Linked DNA regions of Sus scrofa: regions 1 and 3 are each linked to region 2. The links are chromatin contacts, called in public Hi-C and HiChIP or PLAC-seq maps. All regions are on one chromosome and are shown on one strand. Each heading gives the region's core, a stretch centred on a gene start, on an enhancer-like site or on the middle of the called end of the contact. The rest is flanking DNA. Distances are from core to core; before and after follow the strand shown.

Region 1 (3,383 bases), core at 830-3,329, 190 kb after region 2:
CTAGCAGCAGCACTGGATGGTGAAGTGGGGTGGTCCAACTTCCACACTCACCGTCCAGAGCACCAGGTTATGCTGCGGCAACTCTGAGGTGGCTGCCGAAGGGGTTCAAGCACCAATGGCTACTTGCACTGCACAACCTCTAGGTCATCAAGGATCTTGTTTCCATTCTAGTCCAGGGATTCCCCATATTGGGTTCTGCTAGGAAGCTGGACGAGGAGGTAGGGGGCAGGATTCCAGGCGACTCTACTGCCCCAGTTCTCTGCCCCCCTCCCCTCCCCTCCTCGAGGCTGGGGGCAGAACAGCAGGGACCTTGAGGCTTGGACAATCTCTCAGCCTATCCAGAGATTCACAGAGCCAAGTGGCTCAGGGCCATTTGCTTCTGAGCAGCCTCCCAGGCTTTGCCATGCCCCTCTCCAGGGGGGGTCACCAGCCTCTTCTCACATAATCCAGGGTCCCAGGACTACCCAACTCCTCGGCAGCCCCTTCCATCGCAGAATGCTTATCTGCCCAAAGAATCTTCACGCATTGAGTCCAGAATATTCTCTTCCCCTTCCTCCTAATCACCCAACCACAGCTCACTCCTTTCAGATGTCAGAGTCAGCCTCCCCCACCCCCCACCCTCGGCTCCCTTTGGAGCTGGGGTCTCGTGTGACACTGTCCCAGCTCCCCTCACCATCCCAGTCTCTTGGTTCTTCCAAAAAGGCAAAGGCAGCTCCCAGTGTCCACCCCAGGCCTTCCAGTCCGCCCAGATGCAGGAAGGGGAAGCGGACATCAGGGCTCCTCTGGCCTTCACCTGTCCAGGTGGAGGGGCCCGAAAGGACACGGCCAGCAGAGGGTCTGACACAGAGCTCTACAGGCACCAGAACCAAGGCATGAGGGCAGAGAAGGCCTGCCCTCTGGCCCAAAGCTTAGGGCCAGAGTTTGGCCTATCCTCCCCCATCCTCCAAGGTGGTCCCAGACCCCACTGGACCCTCCGACCATGTTAGGGAAGACAGGTCTGGACCTCCAGCTGAAATCACAACAGCCAAGAGTGAGTGAGACCCTCCGGGCAAGGGCCTAGGGACTCAGCAGGACAGGGTTTGCCCCTGCCCCAGGCCTGGGGCTCTGCTAAACCAGCTACTGCTGTCACCCTTCGAGGGGCAGCCCCCAATTCCTAATGTCCTGAGGCCATCTCACCAGCTCAAGCCCTCTGCCAGCCTCTCCTGGAGACCCAGCAGGTTCCTCAGATCCCAGGCTGAAGAAGCCACGCCTCAGGGACACTCCAATTCTCTCCCCTGGGGTCACTGCCTGCCTCTTCCCTCAGTTGTCAGAGTTCCACACCCAAGCTCTACTTCCTCACTGGCCAGTGCCCCTCAGGCGTGGCTGGGCATGGATTCCTGGGGTCCCTCCGCCCCATTCCTCTGCCCATGGCGCGCAAACCCCCGCCCCCTCCCAACTTCAGAAAGTTTGGCCTGGGGCTCCCCATCTCCCGAGCAGGCTCGGACCCGGACCCGCCTCCCCGCCCCACTCTCCGCCACTAGCGCCTGACCTTCATTGCTCCCCTGGCTGGAGACCACCCCACTAACACCTGCTCCGCTCTTCCTGGGCCCCTGTCCCCCGCGGCCCGGGCCTTCGGGTCCCGCACCGCCCCCACGCACAGGGCCCTGGGCCCTCCTGGGAAGGGAGCGCCAGGGGTCTGAAGTCCTGCTCCAGGCGGCCGCTCTCGTGCGAGACGCAGTCGGCCGGTGCCCCACTTCCCGGCCGGGGCCGCCTGCAGCCCCTCCAGGACCCCGCGCGCCCCCGCGCCGGGCCTGCCCGCCTGCCCGCCCGGCCATCGGAGCACCTCGCCCGGCTCGTCGTCCTCCAGGACGCTGAAGCTCCACACCACCAGGCCCTGTAGCAGCAAAATGGCCAGCGCCGTGGCTATTGCCAGCTTGTAGCGCCGAACCAGCTTCTGCACCCGCGCGCTCGCCACCATCTTCCTGCCCCGGACGCGGGGCGCGCGCCCAGCCCTGCAACCCGGCCGCGGGCGCGCGCACGGGCGCGGGCAGAACCGACTTGCCCCAAGGGAGGAGGGACTGGCGCGCGCTGGGGGCGGGGCCAGGGGCGGGGCCCGCGGGCCCGAAATGCCGCGCCCCTCAGGCCAGGGGCGGAGTCTGGGCCCGCGGAGCTGCCGGCCTCTGCTCCCTGGTGTTTGGGGCGGGGTACAGGCCTCCCTCTCCAGGTCTGCTTCCCGGGCGGTACCTTCCGCGTCTCGGTCCCTGCACCAGCTCCTACGTGTGTGGTCACCTCCTCCTGGAACAAGGGTGCGGATAAGTCTGCGGCCCGACCTCTCTCTGGCTAGCCGCCTGGTGTCGCTGGGGATGGGGGAGCTCAGCCCCGCGCAGATCAGCTCTCGCGCAGTCCTCGAATGCACAGAGAATGCTGGAGCTCCTAGAAGCGCTGAGTTGGGGGAGATTGAGTGCCACAGCCCATGCCTAAAAACCCTGGAGGCCGCACCTAAGGAACAAAGTCTAACTACTTTGACCGGCGTCTGAGGCCCTTCGCAAAGTCTTGCTTTCACTCTCCTCTAAGCACCCTCTGACCTGTACTGGAGCCGTGGTGGTTCTCTGTCAGATTCTGACGGGGTGCTGTCGGAATCACCCCCGAGGACTTGATAAAACAGATTGCTGTTCCCCATTCCCAGAGTTTCTGCTTTGGTAGGTCGGGAGTGGAAGCCGAGAATTCGAATTTTCAAGTTCCCAGGTGATGCTGAAGCTCCTAGTCTGGAACACACTTAGAGAATCACTAGACCTTCGCACGAGCTCTTTCCTGTGCCCAACACTTAGCAGCTGCCCCTCTGCTCCACTCCCCCTTCTCATTGGTGGTATTCTCCCCAAAGGCTTCCCTAGCACTGGGCAGTCGCGTACTGTTCATATACTCGGTTGCGATTTCTCTGGAATCATGCCTTCTTCACCTTTGAACCCTTAGCCCGGCAATGGACACCCAGCAATGCTCAATAAACGCTGCGAAAGAAAGAGCAAGTGCAGTCCAACTTTCCGTTTCATCAGCTCGCCCTACCATTTTTGGAAAATCTGACATGTTCAAGCACCGTGGAGACAAGGCCTGAACCCCTGGAACCCTCCCCCAAACCTGGCAGGTGCACTGAGAAAGGAAAGGGAAGAAGACGGACAGCAGCGCCCAGGGTAGCCAGGCGCAAGCTCTGTGAGCAGGAAGCAATAAAAAGAACAATGCCAAGACTGAAGATATGCAATGAAGACTTTAAGAATCACTACACAGAGGTCTGAAAAAAGAAACGGTTTAGGAGTTCCCATCGTGGCGAAGTGGAAACGAATCCGACTAGGAACCATGAGGTTGCAGGTTCGATCCCTGGCCTTGCTCGGTGGGTTAAGGATCTGGCGATG
Region 2 (2,962 bases), core at 376-2,875:
GTCCCAGGCCAGGCAGGAGAGTGCGAGGTTGACAACCAAGACAGGGGTCAGGAGAGCACCGACTTGGGTGGGTCTCGAAAGCCCAGGCCGGGGCTGGCGTGGGCGCAGGGCGAGGGGCACTGACCCGGCGTGGGGAACTTGGGGGCCTCGGCGAAGCCGCCATACTCCTCATCATAGCCCTCGTCCAGCTGTTGAAAGCAGCGGCTGTTCATGGTGGCAGCGGAGGGTGGCAGCTGGCGGTCACCCATGCTGATCTCCGACCGGGCCAGCAGAGCTGTGGTGACACGCTGGCTGTTTTCCAGCAGGGTTTTCTTGTTCTGTTTCCACTGCGGGAGGGTGGAGGGCACACCTGGAGGTCAGCACCGGGTGGGGACCCCTGGCTCCCTCCCCCCCGATCATCACCCCCACCCCCACTCCGCTGTGCCCACCTGCTCCCGAATCCTCAACAACACGGTGCGGAAGCCGACTCGGGTCAAGCCATCCTCAGGGGGGAAATAGGTGCCCCCCACAAAGGGCTGTAGGTTGGGAGTCAACCACACACTCATGGGCCAGCCCCCACCACTGCTGGTGGCCTGGCAGAGAGAGGGCAAGAGTGAGGGGGGCGGCACCGTGGGCCCGGGCCACCCCCCTCCAGGGGAAGACCACGCACCTGCACGAAGGTCATGTACACCTTGTCCACATCTGGCCGCTCCTCCCGGTCCACCTTCACGCTGACAAAGTCCTCACTGAGCAGGCGGCCAATCTCCTCATTCTGGAAGGACTCCTCCTCCATCATGTGGCACCAGTGGCAGGTGGAGTATCCCACTGGAATGGGGCCATGGGGGCGGGGGAGGGGGGGCCAGTGATGGGCACAGGAGGGCCAGCCAAGCGCCCCCCCCCTCGCTGGGCTGAAGACACCCTGACCTCTAGTTTCCTGGGAGGCCCCCAGGCCCAGAAGACCCTTCCCCTACCCCCCATCCATCACTACTTCCCACCGCCCATCGCAGGGAAGGGGGGTACAGTACCTGAAAGGAAAATTGGCTTGTTTTCTTTCCTGGCCTTGTCAAAGGCTTCCTGTCCCCAGGGGTACCTGGGCCCGACAGGGTGGGGCATCACTCACTAGCCTGGGCCGAGGGGGGGGGGAGGGAGGGGCGGGCGGGATAGGAGGGGCTGAGGGTCCAGCTGCCCCGGGAGGCCTCAGGAGAGGGACTCACCAGTCCACAGGGTTGTAGGCATGCTGCAGGAGATACGGTGACTTCTCATTGATCAGGCGGTTGGGGGTCTTCTGGGGCGCGGACTGGGAGCAGTTGGTCCTGCTCCCTTTCCCTCCGGCAGGCATGGGCACTGAACTGCTGACTGTCACGCTGCGGTCCTTGTCCCGGGGGGAGCTACCCCTGGCACGAGCAGGTGGGTCAGGCTCAGAGGTTCCCCCCAACCTCCCCCTACACCTACCCCAGAGCCCCGTCCCACCCCACCTTGCCCTCTGGCATCCCTCCTGGAAGCTCCAGCTCCCAGCCCAACCCACCTTTCTGAACCACGGGGGAGACCGTGGCCTTTGTGCTCCCCCTTGTGTTTTGGGGGGGGTGAAGAAAGGTGGCTCATTGGGGGCTCCCTGCCAGGTTCGTCTCCCCCAAACTCTCAGACCTGGTGGTGGGAAGGGTGATGGCTGTGAGGTCAGGGCGGGTCACAATGGGCAGAACGGTCCTTCTGGCTCCATTCTCTCCCCCTAAGTGGGCCCCGCCCCAGGTGGCCGTGCTGGACGGGTCTCTCTGGAATGCCCGGGTGTGTGTGTCTGGGCAGGAAGGCTGCCCACTGCTGGGTCTGGGACTGCACCGGGTGAGGGGCAAGCAGAAGAAAATTGACACCCAGGACTTCCTCACTCAACATCCACCAACAGGGCACTTCCAGGGGGCCAGGTCCTGTGCCAGACCCTCACGACCCCCAAAGACTCAGAAATTGATTTCAAGGGGCTCAGCCTGGGCAGGTGGCACTGTGGGGCAGACCGAAATAATGACAGAGCCCCGCAGCAATGAGGACTGTGACAGGCCAGCCCAGCAGGGTGTTGTTGGACAAAGACCCTTGACCCAGCATCAGGGTTCAAGGAAGGCTTCCTGGAGGTGGTGTCAGAACAGAGTCCCCGCAGCTGGCGGGGAGGACAGGAGGGCGTTAATGCCCTGGGCCAGGTGGCAGGACAGGGCTTGAGGGTGGGGAGAATGCAGGCATGAAGGGGTTGGCCGGGCAGGCGCTGGGGACCAAAGTGGGACGACTGGCCCAAGGGCACCCCTCGCCCGCCCGTACCTGAGGCTCGCGACGAGGCCCGGCCCGGCGCGGGGCAGCAGGAGGCCGCGGCACCGCCAGGCCCGCGCGCCCAGCATGGCTGCTGACGGCCGTGGGCTGGGACGCCGCGGACAGGAAAGGCGAGCGGGACGGAGGCTGCGAGGGGCGGGCCCGGGCACGGACTCAGCCGCTGCGCGTCTTCGCCAAAACAGCGGGCCGCGTGGCTGGTCTCCGAGCGCCGCTCGGTGGCCGGTCGCGGGACTGCAGGCCGGATAGCCCGGGTTTGGGAGGAGGTCTGTGCCCAGAACGGGGGCGCCCTGGGCTGGACCTCAAACAGCAGCCTGCGCTGGGATAACCCTCCTGAGGAGAACTGGAGGGCTGTGAGGATGCCAGGGCTGTGGAACACCAGAGCCTCTGGTCATTTTGTCTAACCTTGCCTGTTTTTTTGTTTTTTGTTTTTTGTTTGTTTTGTCTTTTTGCCATTTCTTGGGCTGCTCCCACGGCATATGGAGGTTCCCAGGCTAGGGGTCTAATCGGAGCCGTAGCTGCCAGCCTACGCCACAGCCACAACAACACGGGATCCGAGCCATGTCTGCACCCTACACCACAGCTCACAGCAACGCCGCATCCTTAACCCACTGAACAAGGCCAGGGATGGAACCCACAATCTCATGGTTCCTAGTTGGATTCATTAACCACTGAGCCA
Region 3 (3,372 bases), core at 324-2,823, 140 kb before region 2:
GCTACAGCTGCTGGCCTACAGCCTACAGCTTACAGCCCTGCGGGATCTGAGCCGCATCTGCAATCTACACCACAGCTCATGGCAACACCCAGATCTTTAACCCACTGAGCAAGGCCAGGGATCAAACCCGCATCCTCATGGATACTAGTCGGATTTGTTTCCTTGTCACCACAATGGGAACTCCCCCACCTACACTTTAAACGCTTGATTTCATTGACTGCTTTCAACAACCCCAACAGAGAGAGAGAGAAGTTCATGAAGGTTCTGCGAATGGCCCAAGGTCACAAACCAGTCAGCAGCAGAGCTGGGCCTGAGACTCCTCAGTTTTTCCACCACAAAACATCTGCTCCACATGGTGCCATCAGGGTCCCATCAAGGCAGGGACCCAAGCATCATGCACCTTTCCTCAGTGGCTTCCTAGTCTGTACACCCACCTCACAGGGTGGGGATGGGATTTGGCCCAATGGATCTGGATCCCCTCACCTCATAGCATTAATAAGAGGCTGGGAGAAAGTGGACTATGTCTAGGGAGCCCCAGCGTGCCCCCCCACATGTTGGTAACACCAAAGTGTCCCTTGGGTTTCAGAAAACATCACTGTGCCCCCGGTGCCCAGCTAACCCCCTCTGTTCTGCACTCCCCCCATACCCTAGACCATCCCACAAATGGTCCCATACCCACACAACCAGATGTCCTTCATCTGCCTGCCACCTCTCTATGGCCCGGGCCACCCCACCAGGTCCCCCCCGGGTGGTTCCCGTGCCCCACCTGGTGTAGTCCATGATGGTGTTGAGCCGATGCGCGATGGTCAGCACCGTGCAGGCCTCGAACTGGGTGCGGATGGTGGCCTGGATGAGGTCGTCCGTCTCCAGGTCGATGGCGGCTGTGGCCTCATCTAAAACCAGGATGCGGCTCTTACGAAGCAGGGCTCTGGCCAGGCACACGAGCTGCCGCTGGCCCACGCTGAGAATGGGAAAGGTAAGGCATCTCCAGCTGGGCGCCCCCAACCTGCCCCCAGGCCTCACTCCCCAATTGTTTCTGTCTCCACTCCTTCCCAGTGGCCCAGGGCTGGCTCTCGGTCTGACTTCTCCCATTTCTGCCTTAGCCCAGGACTCCTGGAACCCAGAGTTGAGGTCTGGACATCACAGGGATAATGAGGGGCCTTGGGGGCAGAGCCAGTACATAGCAACATTGTGAAATCCCCAGTCTGTCTCTGGCACCCCTGGCCTCCTCCTTCTGTGCCTTCTTCCCCGTCATCGCTCCTCAACTAGTGTCACTATGTTTCTCTGCTTCAATTAGTCATTTACACCTTAGTAAGAACACACGTAAATGACTCTTCCTGGATATTTTCGTGCCTCCCGCTATCTTGCTGAGCCTAATATCACACAATGCAGTCATCTCCCACCCCCATGGGGAATATAGGCCAGGGCTCTGTTGTGGGAACAAGGAAGGGACAGGGCAGAGGAGGACCTGAGGGACTCTTCGGTGTCTGGTCACTAGGCAGGTGGAGGAGGGGCGGGCTGCATACCTTTAACTTCCTGCCTTGGAAGCCAGAGCTCGAGAACAAAGTGAGGCTGTGTTCCCAACCACAGAGACGGCAGCACCCCCACACCCAAGGACAAATACCTTGGCCCTTCCCTAAGGGGTGAGTCACCGCAGCCGGAGCGAAGGCCAGGCTCTCTCCCCGGCCCATTCCCGCAACTAATGAAGGTTTTGGCAGCAGAACAAGCCGCCAGATAGAACTCAGGGCTGATTTATGGTGGGACTGGCACAGGACACAGGTTAGATTTAAAGTGGCTACAAGCACAGTGAGGGAGGAGGGGGGTGGATCCCTGTCTTGGGTCCTGGTATCTGCGGGGATGGAGGGGTGGCTCTGGGGGAACCGCTGATGGCAAACAGGGATAGGAGAAGGGACCAAAACCCAGCTATGGGGCACAGGGTCCGGAAGCCTAGGCGTGTCCATCAGCCACCACAACGGGGCTGCGTAAGTGCACATTCCGTCTTACAGGGCTGCCTGGGGAGGCAGGGGCGTCCCGCCAGTGTCTATGATGCAGCAAGGAAAGGTTCGGGGCAAAACCCCCCACTTCCCTGAGTCCTTGCCCCACCCCTTGCTAGCTGAGCAGCTTTGGGCAGATAACTTTATACTTTGGAGCCTCATTTCGGACTGCAGTAAAGATGAAAGGCGATAGTGGAGGCCAGCGTGCCTTGAACATTATTAAGGGCTGAGCAAATGTACAGGTTTTTGTTTTTGTTTTTGAGGTCTGGAGAGAGTCCACGGGTAGGGACTGAGCGGAATAATAAGAAGGGCTGAATTTCTCAGGAGTGTATCCAGGCTAAGGGTTTTCCACTTTATCACAGTGACCCTGAGACAGCTCTGTCCAAATGATAGCCACTGGCCACAAGTGGCTGCTGACCACTTGAAAGGTGGCGAGTCTGAATTGAGGTGTGCTGTAAGTGTGAAAATACACACGCAATTTCAAACTTAATAGGAAAAAAATGTAAGATATTTGTAATAATTTTATATCAGTGATATGTGGAAAAGATAATATTTTAGATATATGGAGCTAAATAAAATAAACGATTAAATTTTATTTCATCCATTTCTTTTGTTAATGTGGCTATTAGGAAAATTTTAATTACACACGTGACTCACATTATATCCTTATTGGGCAACATGGTCCTAAAAGTTATGGGAATGTTATTATCACCATTTGAGAGTGAAGGAAAAGAAGGCACAGAGAGGTTAAGCAACTTGCCCCAAATCACACAGCTAATACAGGTATAAGTATCTCAAGCCTTTGGACTCAGGAAGAAGTGACTCTGGCCCTCCCTGATACATGGCCCAGGGACTGGGGACGTAAAATCTGGGGCCATAATGAAGCAAAGAAAGGCCTACAGTGCTTACTTTGCTCAGTTCTAAACCACAGACAAGATTGCATCCACCTCAGGAAATATATAAGATTTCTCCAAAGCACAGTAGGTTTCTGCTTATCTTTTCCACAGGTTCAGTCCACACCCCCCTCCTCAGGCCAAGCACAGTACTGAACCTCACAAGAGAGGACCGAAGAGAGTTTTGGAATCTCCCAGACCTGGTTGAAATCTCCCATCTATGTGATTTTGGCCCTACTGAGGTATTTGCATCTGTGAAGTGGGACCATGGACTATCTCTGGGGCTTGTGTAAAGAAAGAGTTAGTGTGCACAGTGCTGGGCACACAGAATACACTCAATATAAAAAAAATTCCCCTGAGGAGTTCCTGTCGTGGCGCAGCGGAAACGAATCCGACTAGGAACCATGAGGTTGTGGGTTCGATCCCTGGCCTCGCTCAGTTGGTTAAGGGTCTGGTGTTGCCGTGAGCTGTGGTGTAGGTCACAG

The links. Hi-C and Micro-C count contacts between places; a contact is called where the count stands out from the background. HiChIP or PLAC-seq counts read pairs in DNA pulled down with a chosen protein or histone mark.
Region 1: a contact with region 2 is called in an H3K27ac HiChIP or PLAC-seq map of alveolar macrophages. The contact joins the promoter of XYLT2 here to the promoter of SPATA20 in region 2. A contact is called at or near these places in 1 of 47 Hi-C or Micro-C datasets (subcutaneous adipose tissue) and 1 of 2 datasets of contacts at active chromatin or transcription factors (alveolar macrophages).
Region 3: a contact with region 2 is called in a Hi-C map of skeletal muscle, with 4 times the contacts expected there. The contact joins the enhancer-like site here to the promoter of SPATA20 in region 2. A contact is called at or near these places in 2 of 5 promoter capture datasets (fetal skeletal muscle and liver), 21 of 47 Hi-C or Micro-C datasets (adipocytes, adipose tissue, alveolar macrophages and 13 more) and 2 of 2 datasets of contacts at active chromatin or transcription factors (alveolar macrophages and skeletal muscle).

The regions. Positions count from the first base shown.
Region 1 is chr12:26,639,498-26,642,880 of Sscrofa11.1, reverse strand. XYLT2 (xylosyltransferase 2) reads right to left here and starts at 2,079. Exons shown (of 11, transcript XM_005668924.2): 1 at 1,823-2,079. The coding sequence starts at 1,957.
Region 2 is chr12:26,828,149-26,831,110 of Sscrofa11.1, reverse strand. It overlaps SPATA20 (spermatogenesis associated 20), which reads right to left and starts at 1,625. Exons shown (of 16, transcript NM_001159313.1): 1 at 1,505-1,625; 2 at 1,194-1,373; 3 at 1,005-1,069; 4 at 650-804; 5 at 429-572; 6 at 125-326. The coding sequence starts at 1,581.
Region 3 is chr12:26,970,687-26,974,058 of Sscrofa11.1, reverse strand. ABCC3 (canalicular multispecific organic anion transporter 2) reads right to left here. Exons shown (of 33, transcript XM_003131575.6): 32 at 767-961. Among named protein-coding and RNA genes, the nearest start is that of ANKRD40, 23 kb to the left of the region's middle. Within about 2 kb of position 1,573, at least 38 of the 83 cell types and tissues checked have an H3K27ac peak or open chromatin away from gene starts, as enhancers often do. A contact at or near this core is called in adipose tissue, epiblast stem cells, mesenteric adipose tissue and 3 more, where this site is marked.